2 separate regions of the Oryctolagus cuniculus genome follow, and region 2 is linked to region 1. The links are chromatin contacts, called in public Micro-C maps. All regions are on one chromosome and are shown on one strand. The core of a region is the stretch at or near the end of the contact, and the rest is flanking DNA. Distances in the headings are between cores, read along the strand shown.

What was found. A called contact is a pair of places that touch in the nucleus more often than the background predicts.
Region 2: a Micro-C map of ear pinna shows a contact between it and region 1, with 5 times the contacts expected there. The contact joins two enhancer-like sites. A contact is called at or near these places in 2 of 6 Hi-C or Micro-C datasets (ear pinna and an unstated tissue).

Annotation. Positions count from the first base shown.
Region 1 is chr6:59,272,432-59,279,819 of mOryCun1.1, reverse strand. No RefSeq gene overlaps it. Among named protein-coding and RNA genes, the nearest start is that of DUSP1, 49 kb to the left of the region's middle. Within about 2 kb of position 3,074, at least 4 of the 8 cell types and tissues checked have an H3K27ac peak or open chromatin away from gene starts, as enhancers often do. A contact at or near this core is called in ear pinna, where this site is marked.
Region 2 is chr6:59,404,969-59,412,356 of mOryCun1.1, reverse strand. All of the region lies in intron 1 of ERGIC1 (endoplasmic reticulum-golgi intermediate compartment 1), which reads right to left. Among named protein-coding and RNA genes, the nearest start is that of ERGIC1, 25 kb to the right of the region's middle. Within about 2 kb of position 3,561, at least 5 of the 8 cell types and tissues checked have an H3K27ac peak or open chromatin away from gene starts, as enhancers often do. A contact at or near this core is called in ear pinna, where this site is marked.

The DNA of each region.
Region 1 (7,388 bases), core at 1,825-4,324:
GAGGGCCCAGCCTGTTGAAAGGTGTAGCCAGGAGGCGGGGCTTGTCTGTTCAAGGAAATGGAAGTGTATCTCGGAGAGGGTGGCAGGGGTGCAGGGTTTGGGAGGCTGAGGCCCAAGGCTGGAGAGGTTGACAGGGGTCAGAGACTGAGTAACTGAAGACCACGCCATGGTCAGGGATGGGATCTCAAACCTCTGGGGAATAATGTAACATGGTCAGATGTCCTTCGGGAAGGTCACTCAGCACGAGGAGCCATTATGGAGGGCAGGCCTGGAGTCTGTGCCCGAGTCCCTGCACCCCAAGCCCCTATCCCCCCACCAGGGGCAGTTGAGCCTCTAACTACCCCCCTGAACCCTCAGTGAGCCTGGTGTTCAAGACAGAGGCGCTGCCTGAGATGCCAAGCAAAGATGGGGTCCTCTTGACCCAGGCCCCTAAGCCAGCTCTCTCAGTCTCTGACTGCGTGGTCTGGTCCCTTCAGAAGGGTCATTCATGTTCTTTATCCGCACCTTGGGCATAGTTCCACCTGCTCCCTGACCACGTGGGCCGGGGCTTTAAAGCCAGTTTCTCAGACTCCCATGGCTCCTGGCTGAGTCAGAGCCTCGATGGGCCTCACTGCTCTGCTCCAAGCTCCAGGGACCCCACCCTCCCCCTGCTAAGCTCAGGAGATGCTCTAGGTCACCTCTTGAGGTTCACGCATCAGTGTTCGGTTCACACAAGAAGCTGCCAGAACTTGCTGATAGTCTGTCGCCAGCAATGTCACATGTCCCCAGCCCTGGATGACCCCAAACTGGAAAAGCCTCTTCCCTGGGCCATTGCTGTCATCTTTCCTCTGACTTCCTTCTTGTGGATTAATGGGTAGATGTAGACTCAGGGCAAATGGTCTTCCTTCCATCCATCCATCCAGCCAGCCACACATGCATCCACCCATCCATGCAACCACCCTCCCAATGGTCCATCCTCCACCCTCCATCCATCCCCCTATCCATCCATGAGTGTATTTGTCTGCCACCATCTGACCTCCATTCAATCCGTTGTCCATTTATCTGTTTATTCATCCTCATTGAACTCCTCTGTACAGGAACAGTGCTGAGCTCTGGAGAGAGATAGGGGGGCAAGTGGGATGGGCTCAGGCCTCTCTCATTCGTGGTGTGTTTACCCAGGGCGGCATCCGCACGGCCATGCGGTGGAGCGCAGGGCACACGGTTGGGAGGTGCCGAGATCCGCAGAGGTCAGGGTAGAGTCTGGCGGGGAAAGCAACTGCACGCGAGTTCATGTGACAGTTATAGACCACGACAGTGTGGCGGAGGAGGAAAACAGCCGGGTTGACGGGAGGGCTGGTGCTAGACCTGGACAGTGGGACCAGGAAGCTGTGGACTACATTTGCTGGTGGGCGAGCTCAAAGAATCTGGACGGCGATGGCCAGGGAGCCTGCAGGGCCTGAAGAAGAGCAGCCAGCTCTCTGGGTGGCTCTGTGGCTTCTGGGGCACAGGGAGCCTGGGTCGGTCAAGTCTCAAGTCCGCCACTCCCTGACTGTGACCTCGAGCAGGCCACCTTTCCTCCTAGGCCCCCAGGGTCATAACCGCGAGGGGACTCTGGGTGGTGATGACGATGTACATGAAACAACACGGGCAGCCCAGCCGGGCACGCAGGACAGGATAAACACATGTGCCCAGCTGTGCTCCGTTCTCTCTGCCCTCTTCTCACCAGTGGCCTTGGGGACCTCCCGGACCTCTGAAGACCCTGCTGTGCCTGTGGTTCCTCCTGCAGCTCCCCCACCTGTAAAGTGGGGGCGAACCTGTGCCCGGCCCCTGGTGAGCACTCGGCCCACGTCAGCCGTGGTCGCTTCCATCCAATCCTTGTCTGATTTTCTCCAGAAGCTCGCCAGGGCGGTGAGATGTTCCTCCTCCTTCTCACTTGCTTATTCATCACCGGTCCCCTCTTTCCCTGTAGCCTGGAGGTTCCCAGGGCAGGGTCTTAGTTCCCTGTGCACTCCTGGTTCACGGTATAGACCCTGGCGCATAGTAGGAGCGCAATGAGAGAAAGAAGGAAGAATGGTAGAGAAGACAGAGGGGAGGAGAGAGGGCGTTAGGGGTCCGTGGAGGGGCAAGGAGGGGAAGCTGGTGGGGAGAGATCCCAGCCGCCTCCCCCATGGAGGTGGGCCTGGAGCATTGTTGGGGTTAACAGGCTCAGAAACCCTCCAGAGGGGCCTCCACTTCTTTTATTTTTTTTTTAAGATTTATTTTATTTATTTGAAAGAGAGGTAGAGACAGAGAGAGAGAGAGGTCTTCCATCCGCTGGTTCACTCCCCAAATAGCTGCAATGACTGGAAGTGGGTCAATCTGACTCCAGGAGCCAGGAGCTTCTTCCAGCTCTCCCACGTGGGTGCAGGGGGCCCAAGGACTTGGAACATCTTCTACTGCTTTCCCAGGCTTCAGCAGAGAGCTGGATCGGAAGAGGAGCAGCTGGGACTCGAACCGCCATATGGGATGCTGGTGCTTCAGGCCAGGACCTTAACCCGCTGAGGCTGGTTCTCACCAACTGTGTGACTGCGCGTGGAAGGAGCGCTGGCTTGGGCGCTAACAAGGGGTGTCTGGCGCCCCCTGCTGGTGACTCAGGGGAAGGGCACTTAGGTGGCCCTTGGAGTCCCTGGTGTAAACAAACACAGCCAACGATGACAGCCAGAGCAAGCACTGTGAGTGATTAGCTGGTCCTTGTATGTCACACAGTGCATCCGCCACTTTGAAGACGTAGTGGATTCATTCCCGCTTCCTGGAAACGCGGCTGCCATTGTCCCCTGGACTCGGGCAGAGAGCATTGTCCTGTGGACTCCGGCAGAGGGGGCCTGGCCCATGCCCTGTAGCTGTGGAATGGCCAAGTTTGGATTCTAATTCAGGTCTTTGCCTCAATGCGGGGCCAGGCAGTGTCATGGAGAAGGGCAGAGAGGGCGTGGAGGGCTCTGTGGGCCCCTGGGCAGGCTCTCTCATGGGGCCTCCAGGCTGTCCCAAGGCCCTTCCCCCAGCCCAGTGTCCCAGCTGGGGAAACTGAGGCCACAGCCCCGTGGGGACTGCAAGATAGGGGCTAGGACTCCTGCTCTGGGGGCACAGGCGGTTCCCCAAGGCAGGGGAAGGCAGGCGCGTGCACTGGTTCCCATGGCCTATGCCAACCTCCTCAAGTTCAAGACCTGAGGGTCAGGTTGGCAGAATGGGCTGGGCTCCCGGTGCGTGCTCTGAAATGGTGGCCTTGTCAGGACCAAGGCCCCTGCCTGCCACTGTCCAGAGGTCCCTTCCCCACCTGGGGGGTGGGGGAGACACACTGTGACGTCAGGGAGACCACCGTTCTGATCCTGGTGATCTCCCCCACCTCTCCGAGTCTCAGTGTATCCCTCTGTGAAATGGGACCCATCCCAAGCCTCCTCCCTTCGGGCTTGGCTGAGGACACGCACATAAAGGCCTGGGCACACAGGACTTGCTTGAGAAGTGGCACGTGGGGCACACCACAGACACAGCGGCCGCGCCTCAGTGGCTCTTCAGGGCTGAGAGGCAGGTGTTGTGCGATGCCCCTGCAGACTCGGGGAACCAGCCCTGAAGCCCGGCACCTCCTCGCAGCCGCCTCTCTCTGCTGGCGGCCCCTCCCTCCGAGCCCTCCCTCCCTGCCCCGTGGCAGCCAGGGCAGCCTCATCTTACGGGGGCTTGCATCCCTTTAGCCTGTGCAGTGAGGAGCGAGCGCATGGTGGGAGCCCACGATGCATCTGATGAATGAGATGCAGCCTTTTATGCCCACTCTACAGACGAGGGGACTGAGGCTGGGAAGGCAGAGGCCATCCTGCCTGGTAGAACCCTGAGCTCGACCTGGAGGCACCCACAGAGAACAAGCCAGGTTCCTGGAGCCCTGGGAGGCGCTGACTCCCCTGGGTGGAGCAGGCCTGGGATCAAAGGCGGCCCAGCAGGAAGCCCTTCCCATGCCGACTTCCCCAGAACTAGGCCACGCTTTGACGTCAGCACGTCCACATTCCTGCCCTCCAGCCCCAGGCCTGGTGCTGGCCTGGCAAACAGGAAGCTGGGCCCCGGGCGGCGGGAGGGGTGTGTTGGGGGCAGGGAGGTGCTGTCCACTCCAGTTCCCGGCCCGTGCCTACCTGGCCAGGGGCATGTGGGAGGGTGTCTGTTAGAAAGGACCCTGAGGGGATGCTGAGCGCTGGCCCAGCTCGCTCTGGTCCGATGAAGCTCACCACTAAACACTAATGGCTACCAGTGACCCACCAGCCCCTCTGGCCATGGACTTCTCGTGGCTTCTGGGCACTGGCAGGTTAAACCTGGCGCCCAGAGTTCCTCAGTTCCGGGGTGTGTGTGTGTGTGTGTGTGTGTGTAGGGGCAGGGCAGGGGCGTGGCCCTGGGCGGACTGACCCACAGCCTGGAGGTCCGGCATCACAAAGGGCAAATCCCACCCTCCTTTCCCGGCTGCCTCAGCCCCAGGCAAATGGACCCAGCCACTTCCGATTCCCAAACCCAGCGTCTTTTCTGCATTGGGACCATCCCCCACCCACCCCCCCAGCTTTCATGGGAAAAACCCAAGGGTCAACAAGGAGAGGAGACACAGGGCCGCCCACAGAACCAGCATGGGTGGGGCAGAGCCAGAGGTCACCCCTGGGGCTGGCACTGGTGGGGTGCAGAGGAATGCACAGTCAGTGATCTCCCCAGGGGAGCTGAGCCACCTGCTTCCCACCCCCCTGCACCCTGCAGGGGTGTCTGAGGGGCTCCTGGAGGGCACCGAGCTGCAGGTCACGCGTGAGCGTTTTCTCCCCACTGGGCCTCCCCTCACTGGTTCTCAAGGTTTCTGGGTGGGGTCCTGGTGAGCCCAGGTGCCCGGCTCCTTCCCCTGACGTGGGAGCCCCTCATCCCCATCCTCATAGCCTCCTACTAAACCCTGCCTGCCAGGGAAGGAGTTGGACGAGTTCTATGGTTGTGGCGCCCTCTGGTGGCCAGCGTGCAAAGGCGCGGCCGACGGGAGCCTGGTCCCGGAACTGGGCAGCCTCGCATCCTGTGGGATCCAGTCTCGAAGCTTATTCCTTCCTCTCTTCTGCAGACATCCTTTTGGAGTAAGCGTGCTCAGCCCTGGGATGGGAATCAGGGACCCGCTGGGACCAAGCTGCTCCGACCACGCTCAAAGGGAGTGTGGAGTCAGTCCATCGGGAGGGGAGAAGTTACTTGCAGACCCTGCAGAGAGGGGTGAACGCCGCTTGCATTAGGAGCCTGTGGAGCTTTTTAGCTCAGCGTGCAAGAGAGCATGCCTGGGGGCTGGCTGGGGAGTGTTCAGACAGCCAAGGCCCCTGAGAGGAGCCTGGGGAGCAGACAGGGGGCGGTGTGGACAGGAGGGAGACAGCCCTGGGAGAGTCCCAGTGAGCAGTCTCAGTCATATCCTGGGCACGATTTTTTTTAAAGATTTTATTTATTTATTTGAGAGGTAGAGTTACAGATGGAGAGAGAAAGAGACAGAGAGAGAGGTCTTCCTTCCATTGGTTCACTCCCCAAACAGCCACAACGACCAGAGCTGCGCCGATCTGAAGCCAGGAGCCAGGAGCTTCTTCTGGGTCTCCCACATGGGTGTAGGGACTCAAGGACTTGGGCCATCTTCCACTGCTTTCCCAGGCCACAGCAGAGAGCTGGATTGGAAGTGGAGCAACCAGGACTAGAACCAGAGCCCATATGGGATGCTGGTGCCGCAGGCGGAGGATTAACCTACTGCGCCATGGCACCGGCACCAGGCACACATTTTAAAAACAAAGGAAGTGCACCAGTTCTTTAAAAAAGTTTTTATAAACTTTTTTTTTTTTTTAATTCAGTGCGTAGTGGATGAAGCTGCTACCCGCACTGCCGGCATACCATATGGGCACCAGTTCCTTTCCCAATGGCTCCACTTTCAATCCCGCTTCCTGCTAATGTTCCTGGGAAAAGTGGCAGAAGATGGCCCAAGTGCTTGGGCCTCTGCCACCCATGTGGGAGATCTGGATGAAGCTCCTGGTTCCTGGTTTAGGGCTTGGCACGTCCTGGCCATTGTGGCCATCTGGGGAGTGAACCAGCAGATGGAAGATTCTCTCTCCACCCCTGCCCCCATCTCTTTTTGTCTCTCTTTCTCTGTAACTCTGCCTTTCAAATAAAGAAGTCTTTAAAAATGCAAATAAAATAGATAATGACTAAGGAAATAGGGATGATCAGAAGTGATGCGAGAAGAGAAAAATATGTGAAAAGATGAACCCTTGGTGGGATTGAGGAACATCAACCATCCCTCCACTCCCCATCGCCCTCTGTGAAACACTAAGTGTACAAAAAGATTCCGTGTGTTGGGGCCTGCATCATGGCCCAGCAGGTTAAGCCACCCCACAATGCCAGTATTCCATGTTGCAGCACTGATTGGAGTCCCGGCTTCTCTGCTTCCTGTCTAGCTCCCTGCTAATTTGCCTGGGAAAGCAGTGGGGGGTGGGGGTGGCCCAGGTGCTTGGTCTCTTGTTACCCACATGGGAGACCCAGGTGGAGCTCCTGGCTCCTGGCTTTTGCCTGGACCACCTCTGGGCATTGTGGCCATTTGGGGAGTGAACCAGCAGATGGTAGATTCTCTCTCTCTTTCTTGTATCTCCCTCTCTCTGTACAACTCTGCCTTTCAAATAAATAAATAGCTTTTCTCTATTTTTTTTAAAGATGCTGTCCTTGTGTGTGTGCCCTGGAGAGTCCGGTGTACCAGCTGTTTGCATAGCATTGCATGGTGCCAGGTTCATCGGCCTGATTGGAAGTGTGGAGGATGTGAGCAGGTTCTGGGCAAACGCCACGCCATTTGACACGGGGGACTTGAGCACCTGTGCATATCTCAGGGGGCCCAGAACCAAAGCCTTGCACATACCCAGGGTGACCGCACTGCCACAGCACCACAGCCCTGGGGAAAACCACCAGGGCCAGGAAAGCAATCCTCTCCCCCACCGGATGGTCTCTCCAGCCCTGCTTCCTGGCAAACGGGCAGCCAAGGGCAGGTGTTTGGCAGCTGGTGAAGTTGCCACTTGGGACACCTGCAGCCCATGTTGGAGTTCAAGTCTGGGCTACCCTGCGTCCCGTCCAGCTGCCTGCCAACGCGCCTGGGAGGCAGCAGGTGGCGGCTCAACTCATGGGTCCCTGCCACGCACATGGGAGACTTGGATTCCATCCCAGGCTCCTGGTTTCAGCCTGGCCCAGCTTTGGCTGATGTGGGCCTATGGGGAGTGAGTCAGTGGATGGAAAATTTTTCTTATCTGTCTCTGTCTTTCTGCCTTGCAAATACAATGAAAATAAATAGACGCAAATTTAAAAGATCCCTGACATGCAGCCAGCTGACAGAAGCGAGCAACGTCAAGGGCCCAGCTCCAGGTCCC
Region 2 (7,388 bases), core at 2,312-4,811, 130 kb before region 1:
TCCAATTTTTATGAACTTCTGGAAGTACTCTCATGGTCTGTTTGAACTTCTATGTGCTAACTGCAGCACCCATCAGTGGATTTTAACTGAAGCAATCACTACTGTGGTTGTCCTTGCAATGATTTTCAAATTCTGTTATTCTTCCTGCATTTATTCATTGAATACCTATTATTATTATTATTATTATTTTAGTCATAAAACCAAAAATCACTGGAAGGAATTTACAAACTTTCCCCTGGGCCTTCCAGAAGCCACATCTTTCCACTGAAACATGGTCCCCTGCATGCCTGGACTTTTCCTTCTCTTCTTCTTTTTTTCTCTCCCTTTCCTCTGCCTCCCCCCTCCCCCAAATAACACCGAGTTTTGGAGCTGCTGAGCACTAGGCTGGCCTTGCAGTGCTAAAAAACACGTCTACACTGTATTCCCTGAGGCTGAACTACACCAGTAATTCACACCCGGGGCTCAGCACCCACAATGTTTAACAAGTTCCAAGTACTGACTGTGTCCTTGACCATTTGAAACACACACACACACACACACACACAGAGGGAGAGAGAGGGAGAGAGAGGGAGAGAGAGGGAGAGAGAGGGAGAGAGAGGGAGAGAGAGGGAGAGAGAGGGAGAGAGAGGGAGAGAGAGGGAGAGGGAGAGGGAGAGGGAGAGGGAGAGGGAGAGGGAGAGGGAGAGGGAGAGGGAGAGAGCAACCTCCTTTTGCTGGTTCATTCCCCAAATGCCCACAACAGCCAAGAACTCCATCTGGGTCTCCCCTGTGGGTGGCAGGAACCCAAGCACTTAAGCCATATCTGCTGCCTCCTAGGGTATGCGTTAGCGGGAAGCTGGATTGGAAGCAGAGGTGGGATTTGATCCCAGGCACTCTGATATGGGACGCAGATGACCCACGTGGCATCTTAACGTGCTGCACTGCTACGCCCACCCCCACCCCACCCCTTCCATCATCACCCCAAGTGTCTCAGCCCATGTTCTGCTGCTGTAACAGAACCTGAGGCTGAGTAATCTGAAAAGGAAACAGATGCATTTTGGCTGCATGCCCAAGGTGGGGTGGTCACATCCTGTGAGGACTACACTCAAGGTGGCCAGTGAAGTCCCTGGAGAAAGGCATTCATTTGTTGATGAGAGCTCCGCCCCTACACCTCTCCCACCTCAGGCCCACCCCCCAGGACTGCTGCATCAGGGAATGGAGCCTCAGCATGGGTTTCGGTGGGGATGAGCCCCAGCCACACCACAGCACCCACTGCAGCGGATGCGCATGGTGCTGGGCCTTCATTTACCCAACCAACGGGGTCCACGACGACTGGGCCCATGGGTGGGTGGCTTGGGGGCAAGAGTAGGGACGAGAGCAGGTGTGGCCCATGCCTGACTCCTGGTGGGGTCAGACATCAAAGCAGCAGAAAGGAGATGTGGCTGCTCTGAGCGTGGGCAGGGCTCTGCAGAGGAACAGGGGGCGATGGGGCAGCCCTCGGGCTGGGTGAGTTCAGGCAGATGCCTCCCAACAGAAACCTGAAGGCAGGCAAGGAGCCAGGCGCTCCCAGCAGAGGGGACGGCCGGTGCCTGGTGGAGGCTCTGAGTGCGAGGCTCCCCTGCGTGAGGGGCAGCCCTGGAGGCTGCGGCTAGGAGAAGCAGATGGTACAAGACGAGGTCAGTAAGGCGGCCCCAGAGGTCAGGCAAGGACTCTGGCACCTTCTCCACGGTGGACTTAAAGCGCTGAGGGCACAGGAGGGCGATGGGTTTAACCCAGAGTAACCCTGGCGCTCAGCGACAGAGCCAGATGCCCACCGAGGCTGGCCCGGCTGACACCAGCGCAGCTGGGTCCTTTCTCCTGCACACAGCACCGGCCCAGACTCTCAGGCACAGCTCCAAACACCTTGGAGCTCAGGGCCTGGCTGTGGAGTATGTTTTTGACGCGGCTGACACCCTGGGCTTCCTCCTCACACAAGCTCACCCAGAAGCCCCACCGAGGTCCCCAGTTCTGGAAGGGCCTGAGCAGCACTCCAACTCCGTGCCCTGAGCCCAGGCTCCCTCTGCGTTACAGCTCCTCTCTCCAGCAAGCTCACGTTCAAGCACACGGCGCAAGGGCTGAAGCCACAGGCTCAGAGCAGCGTGCCTGGGCTCAAATCCCAGCTCTACCCCTAGCCCAGGGTCACCCCGGGCGCGTCAGTTAACTGCTCTGAGCCTCAGTTTCCTCACAAGTTGTGAGGATTGAGTGCCGGATGTGAGAGGCAGAACCATGCTCAGACTCTTAAGATTGCTACTCCAGTGTGGGCTCCCTTCCTTACAAGGCCCTCCACGCCTCGCCCCGCCCTCTGCTGCTGCCCCATCAGAGAACTAAGCTCACTGCCTACACACCTGAGCTACCTGAGGCTGGGGACATGGCCTGGTCGCCTCTTTCCCTGGCATGGAGCATGGCGCTGAGTAAGTGCTGCTCGTTGAAAGCATGAACAAGTAACGAACAAACACGCAGGAGCAAGGGACAGTAAAGTGTGAGTCAAAGGTAAGATGGAAAGCGTATAGTAACTCAGGACAAATATCTGCAGCAAAGACGCCTGTGGCAGAGCCGCGTGCTCAGGAAAAGGCCTGCTGACACAGCACAGCTCCAAGGCCAGAAGCCCGGGACGAACATGAGATCGCACAGCCGACTTATGACCCCAAAGCCCCAAAGCAATGACCTTGGAGTCTGTAGTTGGAGAAACCTGCTTTCCAAATCCTGAAGCCACTACCTACTGGCCACGCTGTCATCTTGGCAAGGCCACTGTATCCAGCTGGGCAGGCTGTCCCCTGCCCAAGGGCACCTGAGCAAGGCCAAGAGCAAGGGCTGAAATCTAACCCACACCCAACTCCAGGAGGTTGTGAGGGAGCCAGAGAGCTCCAGGGCCTGAAAGGAGAGGGGCTTTTTTAAAGCGATGACACCCCTCCCCCCCAACCAGGAGTGGTAGCTGAGCCTGCGAGGTGGGGCTGATGAGTACAGCCACATTTCACAGAGCAGGGAGATGGCACTGTTGCTACCATGATGCTTTTAACTTCCACTCTTTCTAGGTCCAGGGCCTAGATCTGCGCCTGGCGCATAGTAGGTGCTCAGTGCATTCCTCGGATGAACGAACATGAGAAGAAATGAATGAACGAACGAATGAACAAGTGAGCTAATGCACCCGACAGGCCTCGCCCTGTCCTCCAGGCAGCCTGTGAGTCCACGCAGAGGGCTCCGGCGCGCCTGGATGTGAACTCCAATGAACTCTCACAGCCTCAGTCTGCCAGGAAACAGAGAGGGGGCCAGGGTCATCCAGGCTGGAATGCGGCCTCTCTCCGTCGGCTGGGAAGGCGATAAGGTGGCAGCCACGGGAACCTTGGGCACCGGGGCAAGGCAAGGCCGGCACCACTCACACAGCTGAGGTTCCTGCGGCTGTGGAGCGCGCTGGGCGTGGGGCCGCGGCCGGGAGCAAGGCTCCTGAATGACCGGCAGGCCGGGGCCGGGGCCCGGTCCCCTCCTGGGAACTTGCACAGCCCAGTGCAGTGTCTCATCAAAACAGGAAAACGCACGGGGCAGGAATGTGCATGTAAGGGGACTGGTATTTACAGGGACCGGCCCTAGCGTGGCCGCTGGATCGGGAGGAAGGGAGGCGGGTGAGAAGCACAGAGTGGGCGCTCGGTGCACAGCCGTCCTGGGGGAGGGGGCCAGCTGCCCAGCCAGCCCACGGGGCCCCAGGAAGCCACACAGTGAGGCTGCACAGAGGGGGCCCGAGGCAAAGAAGGCCAGGGGACCTTTAGCAAGTGGCTCCCCAGCCACAGGCCCTGTGGGCAGGACCCTGGCAAGGCCCTCCCCAAGCTCCCACATCTGTGTCCCTTCTTTGAGCCCTGGGGGACTCCCCCGCACACCCATAGGGTGCTTGGAAGGTTGAACTTGGACATGCCTGGCACACAGCAGGGCCTCTTCCCTGCCTCCCCAGGAAGGCCTGGGCCAGAATCTTCTTGGCTCTGCCTCTGGGACACACAATCCCAGGGCCTGGGACCTCTTTGAGTATCCTCACCAGCATGCTGGCCTCAAGAGTGCAGTCCTGTACCACTGATCTGGTGCATGACCCAAGAAGGGCATGGGAGTATGGGGGCATAGGGGTGCAGACCATTTCCCGCTTAGCCCCTGCAGGAGACTCTTAACTGGTCCATCTCCCCTTTCAGCCAGAGCGGGCTTCCTGTGAGACTCTTTGTAGAATACAGCAAGGGCAGAAGACGATCAAGGAATGACTCCTCACCATGCCCTATTTGCCTGACCCTCACAGCCTGTCCCAGCTGCTGCCTCCAGGCCCAGCCAGTCCTGGCTCTCTGTCCTGCAGCCACTGCCACCTGCTGAAGGTGATCTGCCTACCCCAGAGCCTTTGTGCATGCTGTTCCCGCCCTCTCAATGACCAGTGAACGGCAGGCACCTAGGGAGCCACTCAGGTATCACTGCTGTGAGATTTCTCTGACCCCATGCAAGACCCAGGTGTCCGAGCCTCTGTGTGACAGCACAGCACATCCATGGATGAGCAGAACTCCACCTGGATGTCTGATTTCGTTTAATCACTGAAACCCAAAACTCCACGCGGGCGGGGGCTCTATCCCCATCATTCCCTCCTGGACTTCAAGGCCTAGTGCCGTGACCAGCAGGAACATTTCGTGGGTGAGGGAATGCACAGAAGACTGAGTGACTGGGCAGCCTGGGGAGATGACAAGTGAACAGGGGCCGGGGTGAGAGCAGCAGGGGAGGCGCGGGTGTTACCACTCCCACTACTCCTACTCCGGGAGCTGCAGTGGCTGGGGCTGGGCTGCCCACAGCCGTACGCAGGGCAGTGAGCTCCAGCCTCAAGGAGAGAAGTTGCCTACTCCAGGCATCCGGGCAAGGAAATGGAGCCAATTCCTAAGCATCTCTGCAACCACTAGCACAGAATTGCTCTCACCTCCAGAGAGGAAGGACGGCGCGTGACCACCTGACAATGAGCTGGACTCTTCAAGGATCAAGAACCTATGCCCGGCCAAGTCCAATGCCAAGGCCAAGTGTTCACCTGCGTCAGCACATTTAACCCTCCCAGAGCAGGCACCACCATTCGCCCCATTTTACAGATGGGCACACTGAGGCTCAAGGACATTCCCTTTATGCCTCATTTAAGAACATGTAAACCACTGTGGCTAACTGCTTTCCTGTATTATTTTCCTGAACTTCAGCTCACGCCGACACATTTATCCGTAAGGCCCACTAGTGGCCTTGGGGCCCCAACACTTTCTCCAGAATACCTTTCCGTTCCCCTATAGCCATCCCTAACGCCAGCTGCCTGCCTACCTGCCACTGGCTTTAGGATTTTTATATGTACAACCTTGCTTCACACAACCCAGGCCTGGATTACTGGGTCCCTCACCTTATAGACAGGGACACTGAAGTGTGGGGCCAGGGAGGCAAGCTACAGGTCAGTCTCAGGCCAGCCTTGGCACTGTGTGTTCTGTCTTGGGAACACCCAGTGCCAAGAATAAGGAGCAGTCCTCCTGATGGACAGCACTGTCCTCACCATCACCGGCACTGAGCCAGGTTAATGGGCTCCCACATCCCTTTCCTTCATGCCTTCCTCTAGCCACTTGATCCACTTATTCTTCCCTAAGCCATCCCCTGCTCAAGAACCTGCCATGGCTCCCCACTGCCTGATGCAGCACAGGCAAACGCACCTCACTGTCCATCATAGCCCTCACTCTTTCCCACAGTGATGCCTCCACAGATGCTCGGCTAGACGTCACCCCCGCCCCTCTCTCAATTCTACCCCAACTCACGTTCAAGCATCCCTGCCCGGGGAAGCCCCCGACTCCCTCCCTGCCTCTGCACACCCTGCCACCGGCTTCCTTCCCAGCTAAGCACTGTGGCATACACGGCCTTGACTGCTCTCTGGCCCGAGCGATGGAGCCCCATCTTTCCAACAGGGCTCTCTGCTTCTCATGAGCTGCTCAAGTCCCTCTGCCCACGCCTGGCGCTGTGGCCGTGTCCCGGGCCTCCAGGCTCCCTACACCCCCACCCCACCCTCCCCAGTGCAGGACACCACACAGGATCTCACTGATAAGGCTCTGGTCTTGGCCTCCAGGGCTTCAGGCTCCTTCCTGCCAAACTGAGTCACCCGCCCATTGTCTTCATTTGATTGCATGGGATGTGACTTAGAATTTAATAAGGGACATCGGATGAATCGAAGGTCAGGGTTTTCGAACCATTAAGTTAATGTGGAAAATGTGAATCAAAGCGGCCTCCTGGCAAAAACACTGGAGGCGGCAACAGGCAGGAGCTGCTGGCCCGGCCGCCCTCCCCGGCAGGCTGCACCAGCCGGGTCTCCCGAGCCTCGGAGGCCACCTGCACCGCCCGTGGACCCCTGCTTGCCTGCACCATGTCCGTCCTCGCCATGCTGGGGACCAGAGGGCACATCCTCACTGCGCACAGAAGTTTCTCCCCCACGGCGGCACTTCCTACGCTGTGCCCACTCTTCATCCCTGCCCCTGCCTCTGGTCAGGCCTGGACCCCTCCCCCGAGCACTGAAGAAGCTTTGCTCAGAACTAAGGTCCTGGGGTAAGCATTGTGGCAGTAGCGAGGGTAGTTCCTCGAATCAGGCACGAAGTTCAATCTGATACCCTCAGCGCTCCCTGGACCCTCTTGCTCAGAAAACCATCCAGCACGCATCTCCCCTTTGGAATGTGAGTGCCCTCTGCCATGCCAGTGGGTGGCACCACCCCAGCCCCATGTGTGGCAAACAGCAGGTGCTCTTCAGGTTCACGGCTCCCCAATCGGTTGACCGGCACTGGGACCAACCCTGCAGCAGTGCTGTGGGTGGGAGGGACTCTCCAGGGGGTCGGGTTCTGGAGGTGGCTGAGTGCCAAGTGAGCTGCAATGGCCCGTTGGCCCCCTCTGTCGTTTTAGGTCTGAAACAGGGGCAGAGCAACCCGGACGTCAGCACCCAGAAACTCCCGCTGCCTCCCGTCACACGCTGCTGCCTTTTTCTGCACTCCCTCTCTCACGCACTGCTGCCTTTTTCGGTTGTTTCTATTTTTAAAAGAAACGTATTTGGGGTGGGGGGAAGGGGGAAGGGGGGAAGAGGGGAGAGGGGGAGCGGGGGAGAGAGAGAGAGAGAGAGAGAGTGAGCAAGCCTCCCATCCACTGTTTCACTCTCTAAATGGCCCAGAGCCCAGAACTGAATCCAGGACTGACCTGTGGCTGGCAGCTCGGGAGCCGTCACGGCTTCCTCCCGGGGGTGCCTTCGCAAGGAGCTGGGATTGGGAGCAGAGACTCCGATACGGGGCGCAGGCATCCCAAGAGGTCTTCACTACTGCCCGCTTCTGGAACTGCTCTTGGAGCAAATACTGTGTGGAGTGAGAGTG